Regions from separate parts of the Rattus norvegicus genome. Here region 2 is linked to region 1. Evidence: chromatin contacts called from public Hi-C data. All regions are on one chromosome and are shown on one strand. Each heading gives the region's core, a stretch centred on a gene start, on an enhancer-like site or on the middle of the called end of the contact. The rest is flanking DNA. Distances are from core to core; before and after follow the strand shown.

Region 1 (2,931 bases), core at 224-2,723:
GTACCTTTCTCATTTCTTCAAGTATGTGGTATCCTCTGACACAAGGGTCAGAAGTCAGTTCCCAACACTATTCAGTCATGCCACTGCACCATATCCCATGATTCCCTTCCAACCCTGGCTCCTGGTCTACCTCCTGCATCCCTTGCCGAGCAGTGTAGGCTCGGATGGCAAGATGACTACCATCTTAGAACTGCCAAGAAAACAAGCTGTTCATAATTGGCTTGGCTCTCTCCATCAATCTCTTCACACTTCTCTGTTAGAAACCATTTTCCCTTTCCTCTCTTTGTGGTTTTCTAAAAGTGCCCCGACTCCTGAAACGCCCCTCACCCCATGCTTATTCAAACATTTGTAGTTTGATAACCTTCTATATACTGGATCTTCTTCCACAAAGAACGCAGACAGGAAATGTCTGTGTAAAGCTCAGCGCCCAAAATACCAAAAAACTGATTGGCAAGTTTCATAAAATCCTGCTCCCTATAAAGATTCTGATTAATATCAACTGTCAAGCAACTTTAAGAGAAAGGTGGTGGGTGGCTTTACAACTCTGCACTTGTAGGGTGGAGACAAGAAGACCAGGAGTTCGACGTCAGCCCCTCCAGCTATAGACCAGTCTGGGTTACACCAGAAAAAAAAAAAAAAAAAAAAAAAAGAGCGAAGAATGAACTTTGAAACGTAAGTAATCCTTTTCTGATCCGCAACTCTTAAGGTTTGAAAAAAGTAGTCGATGAAAAAAGTAACAATTCTGAAGTACCACAAAATTCAGAAGTTCTAACCCAAAAGTACATGTTAAACTGAGTTCCTATGATAATAACATAGCAAAGTAACTTTACAAATAGTTTACGAATGTCGGGGTTTTTTACACTGTAAGCAGGTTGCTACCTTCCCTTGTAACTCGGCGAACTATCAAGTTTGGAAAGTAAGTGGGAACTCCTAGAAGTGAGCTGAGACTGGAAAAACAATGCGGCGACACCGGGTACCAGTCCGAGAGCACGTGCGCAGAGCATCAGCTGCGCCGCCTGGCACGGCGCGTGCACCCACTACTACCTAGGCCCCGAGTCGCCCGGCCTCGGCAGCCCCGGGGTTCGCCTGCACTCGACCTGTCCGAATCCGAGTCCGATGAGTCCGAGTCCTGCAGCTCTGGCAGCGGCTCCGCGGCGTCCGGTGCGGTGGCGCAGGGCCCGCTCGGCGGCGGTGGGTTTTCACCAGCATCCGAGCTCGGGGCTGGCGGCGGCTGCTCCCCTGCCGGCGGGGCCTGCTCCGCCTGCTCGGCGTCCGGGCGCTCCTCAGGTGGCGGCGATGCTGCGGATCCCGGGCCGGAGCCGCCGAACTTGAGCGTCTGCAGCTGCGCGGCAGCCTCCACCACCTCCATGGCGCCGCACGGGCCTAAGACGAGCTCGAGGTTCTCCTAAGAAGACGCGCACGCCTTCACGCCGCACTAAAACTCGCGCGTCTCTCAGGTAACCGCACGGCGTCATTCACGGGACTTCCGGGAAGGCGGGTGACGTCACGGACGAGACGTAGGCTCCCAGGGACTGGAGGATTTGAAGTACAGAGGAAACTTGGCTTCCGCGCGGTCCCAAGTCCGTCGTGTTCACTGCTTCTGAGGAGCTGTACCTCTCACTAAAGCTAGGGTTTCCAGGCATGATGGGAAAGAAAGGAGGATTATGGTATTAGTTTCTGTACATGAGAATCCTGAGTCAGGACGTCTTGAAAAGATACTTTGAGTAACTTCTCTTGAAAGTTAAATGAGGGGGCTGGGGATTTAGCTCAGTGGTAGAGCGCTTACCTAGGAAGTGCAAGGCCCTGGGTTCGGTCCCCAGCTCCGAAAAAAAGAACCAAAAAAAAAAAAAAAAAAAAAAAGAAAGTTAAATGAGGATAAAAAGCATTTACATTCTCACCGTAAAAGAAACATAAAAACTATTTTTTCTTTTCCAGTATATGGAAAACAGGTAAAAGGATTTTACTGATGACGTTTTGGCAATGCTATATCCTATGCAGCTTCATAGGAAGGACTCTAAAATGTAGCATGTCCTTTAGTCAGATCTAAGGCACTCAAGCCCCAAGTTCTTAAGACTTGCGAGAGAAGCCAGGTATTGGTACAGACCTTTAATCCCAGCATTCAGAAGGGAGAGAGAGAGAGAGAGAGAGAGAGAGAGAGAGAGAGAGAGAGAGAGAGAGAGTTAGAAAAAGATCAGAATTTTCTGATTTTTCTGGGTCTTCCGTTCGATGCCTCAATACCTCACCTAATAATATTGCAACAATTTAGTGCACGTTCATGAAGGACTATGGAAATTTTTTTGTGTTCTTTACTCACAATTTATTGTAGGAGCTCCACAGAAGACTCTCAAAGTAAAGGAAGAGGTAATCCAGGCATTGTTCCACATTAAAACGTTTACAGTCGAGTGTGAGTTTTAGAAGCAGAGAGGTGAAATATAGAAGAGAAGATTCCAGAGCACAGCAATGGCACGTTAAGATCGGTGGGCTGTATCCTGGAGAGCCTTCTAGATGAAGTAGGAAGTCAAGACGGCAGGCACTAACACAACGATTAGGCAGTATTTCCCAAGTAAATGCACGTGTCCTAAACCCCAATTCTATCATTTTTCCTGAAGTATGCCACCTGCTGTAACTAAATCTTAATTTTCTTATCTGTCAAATACTATCTCATCTAGTTTATAGAACATTAAATAAGGTTTTGTGGAGAAGCAAGACTTGCCTAACGTGCTTTCAGTGTACAGAAATCCCTGTCAAGTGAACTGAAGCTGGGGTTTATGAATGGTATGCATCATTGATACTGACCAATAGTGCAGAGACACCCAGCTGAATGCTACAAGACACAACATTTTATTCAGAATAATGCTATAGGCGCAAAATGATATGGGCTTTTTTTTTTTCAAGAACTAGATGATGGCAATCTGAACTAGGGGTTAAGTC
Region 2 (2,931 bases), core at 210-2,709, 180 kb after region 1:
CGTGATATACACAGCCAAAGTTACTGCTAGCTTATCTAAATGACTTACATAATTCCCTGTTCCTTCCGGGGAATGGGGGAAGGGCTTGTTCAACAGATAGCTGCCTATCGACAATTATAAGGAAACACTAGGAAATGATATCGGGGAAGAGCACTCTGTCTTTGGATGGGTATGAAATTGGGCTTTCTGCAGTAGTTCTCTGGTGTGCAAATCACAGAGCACTCCAATTGAAAGAACAGTGGAAGTAGGAGACACACCTCATCTCCACTTCTTCTCCGCGGCCCCTCCCCTCCCCTCCCCTCTCCTGGGTTTTCATGCTCTCTGTCCTAGAGTCTAGGAGTTACCAGAGGGAGCCGGGATAGTCTCAATCAGAACTGTTTCACCACCCTTTTCTGTATTGTATAACTATGTGACTATGTGAATCTCTTTGACTACCCCCATTCCTAATCCCCCCTACACACACACACACACACACACACACACACACACACATACACGGAGATAGGAAGGAGGAGAGGAGCGGGAAAGACTTGCTAATCTATCAGGGCGCCTCTAATAAGCGACCAACAGCAGAAATGAAAGAGCCCAAATGAACAAGGAAGGCGCGAATCGGAGGTCAGTCCGTCTCTCTCGGAAGCCCAATAAGGGTCCTTCCAACATTACCATCTATTTGCAATCTACCTGGGGAACAGCAGAATATCCTACGAACCATTAAAACCACCCTCATTCTCCCTCCCCCGCTTCTAGTTCATTCGTAACCTGCTAACCCAGCACAACTGCCTTTTTAAAAAGGGCTGAGGAGTTGGGTGGTTAAAACTATGAAACAAAAAGACAGGGCTCAAGTCTTGGAAGGTGTACTACACAGCCTGAAAGGGGCAGGTACAGGGGCTCTCCCATCCTGGGCTCTGCGTCCCGGGGCACCCCACATTTTCTCTCGTGGTGGGAAGCAGGACAAATTCATCGGGATCCAGGAGCAAGCGGGCGCCCCCACCCCTGCCCAGTGCATCTCATCAGGTTATCCAAGAAAACTCCTGGATCTCCATCTGGGCAGAGGCTCCAGCCTGCTCCAGAAAAATGAGGAAGACTATCTTGGTGCAGGAAAGACCAAGGGGGGCACCTCCCCTGCTTTCTGAGAGAGTAGGAGGAGAGGAAAACTTATTTCCTTTTGGAACCCCAAAGCGCAGGACGCCGGGATGCGCGAACTCTGCGAGAGGTACGCTCTCCCTTTGAGGTCTCAGATCCATAATGTCCCAGTCCTGTCCCACATCTAGAATATCCTACCACCTGCTTCCACTGGGAGTCAAAGCAAAAAGCTCACTCCACGCCCGCTGCGTTCCCACAACCGGATCAGACACCCGCATCTTTCTTCTCATACCTCATCCCATCAATAAGAGATTTCTCAAAAGTCCCTTAAAAACACTAACTTGCAACTTACCTTTTAAAGAATCCGTCTGTTCGCCTGTGTTGAAGCGGGACGAGTGTCACTGGAGGGAAGAAAGATCTGTTGGTATTTCTCCTGCTCAAACCCTAAAGATTGAGGAAGATAGAAGAGACGCCCCCTTAAAGCCGAACTCCACCTCATCCAGGATCATGTGACGGCACCCCACGAGGATCACCCAAGGTTTCCCCCACAACCTCCTCCCAACACCTCGGATGCACACCTCGGATGTGCGTTGCCTAGGAATTCTGGAAAGAAAAGCAGATAAACGTAAGCCACACTGTCAGACCCGAACGCACAGAGCTCTCACCCCACTAGTCCTTGACTCAGGGAAGGCGCATTTACAAGCCTGTTTTAAAAGTCAATGCCACCGCTATTTCCTTTGTCTGCAGGTCAGTGCCATCTTGTGGCGAAGTCCTTTTCCTCCGAGAGTCCGAGCTTTAAGCCCTAGTCAAGAATGAAGGGGAGAGCTTATTTACGGGAAGGGGGATGGATGCACTTCACCGCAAAGCCTCCGCTAATGGGTTTGCCGCTGCTCTTGTGACGCTCAACTATTCCGCACGCCAGTACCGAGAAGTTACTTCCCCCAGTCTAAGAGAACAAAAAGAAGTCCTTTAAAAAGCCAAAGTAGCGATCTCCGTTGAGAGCCTTTGAGCCTTTTTCCTCCTCACTAAGAAAATGCATTTGAGTCAGATTTGTTCTCAGTGACTAGTTCATTTTTCAGGGGAGCAGGGAACCGGGCCGGGCACGATGATCCCAGCATCTCCCTGATGGTCAGAAAGAGTCAATGCAATTTCCCGGGTGATTTATCTGCTACAGTATGGAACATCGTGGGTGTGCTCAAAAGACATGGTCCTTGTAAACCTTGTTCTTGGTATTTGATGGTTCGGGCTAATTATTGACACACTGATTTTCATAATTCACTTGGTTTTATTTCACTTGTAAAGTCAAGGCTGAATATTGCACACACAAGAACACACACACATGCATACACAAATTATCTAGGAACTACAACTTATTTTAATTCAAACTGTTAAGAAGTACACAATCTACAGATGTTGCCTAGGATGTACACATTTTCATTACAAAACAAAGATTACTTGCTTTTAAAATAAAAGCCAATGAAATCCCATGACAGAAAATCACATGAAACTTACACTATTAAGAAAAAAAAATTTTCCCCCTGAGGGTTTGCTTGAATAAGGATTACTTATCAATACAAGTTTGATTGGATTCTCACACAGAGATGTAGGTGACGTCTGGGACATTTTCAAAAGCTAATATACGTTTAGCTGGGCACATTCACATTGTTCTATGGATGGAAGAGGGTTATGATCAGATTTAAAATGTACAGTGCTTGTAGGGCAGCAGATATGCGTTATGTGAAAACCCTCTAATGGTTTAAAAGTAAAAGTGAAACGTCACACAACTGAGCACACATGAGATCGGAAATAGGAACAATTCGGGGATCACAGTCTCTTTAAGGTGCTCTA

What was found. A called contact is a pair of places that touch in the nucleus more often than the background predicts.
Region 2: a Hi-C map of Schwann cells shows a contact between it and region 1, with 4 times the contacts expected there. The contact joins the promoter of Npy1r here to the promoter of Naf1 in region 1. A contact is called at or near these places in 3 of 12 Hi-C or Micro-C datasets (the A7r5 cell line, Schwann cells and frontal cortex).

Annotation. Positions count from the first base shown.
Region 1 is chr16:27,633,490-27,636,420 of GRCr8, forward strand. It overlaps Naf1 (nuclear assembly factor 1 ribonucleoprotein), which reads right to left and starts at 1,474. Exons shown (of 8, transcript NM_001024772.2): 1 at 1,098-1,474. The coding sequence starts at 1,369. LOC134482367 (a long non-coding RNA gene) reads left to right here and starts at 1,322. Exons shown (of 4, transcript XR_010058372.1): 1 at 1,322-1,457.
Region 2 is chr16:27,811,928-27,814,858 of GRCr8, forward strand. Npy1r (neuropeptide Y receptor Y1) reads right to left here and starts at 1,460. Exons shown (of 3, transcript NM_001113357.1): 1 at 1,436-1,460.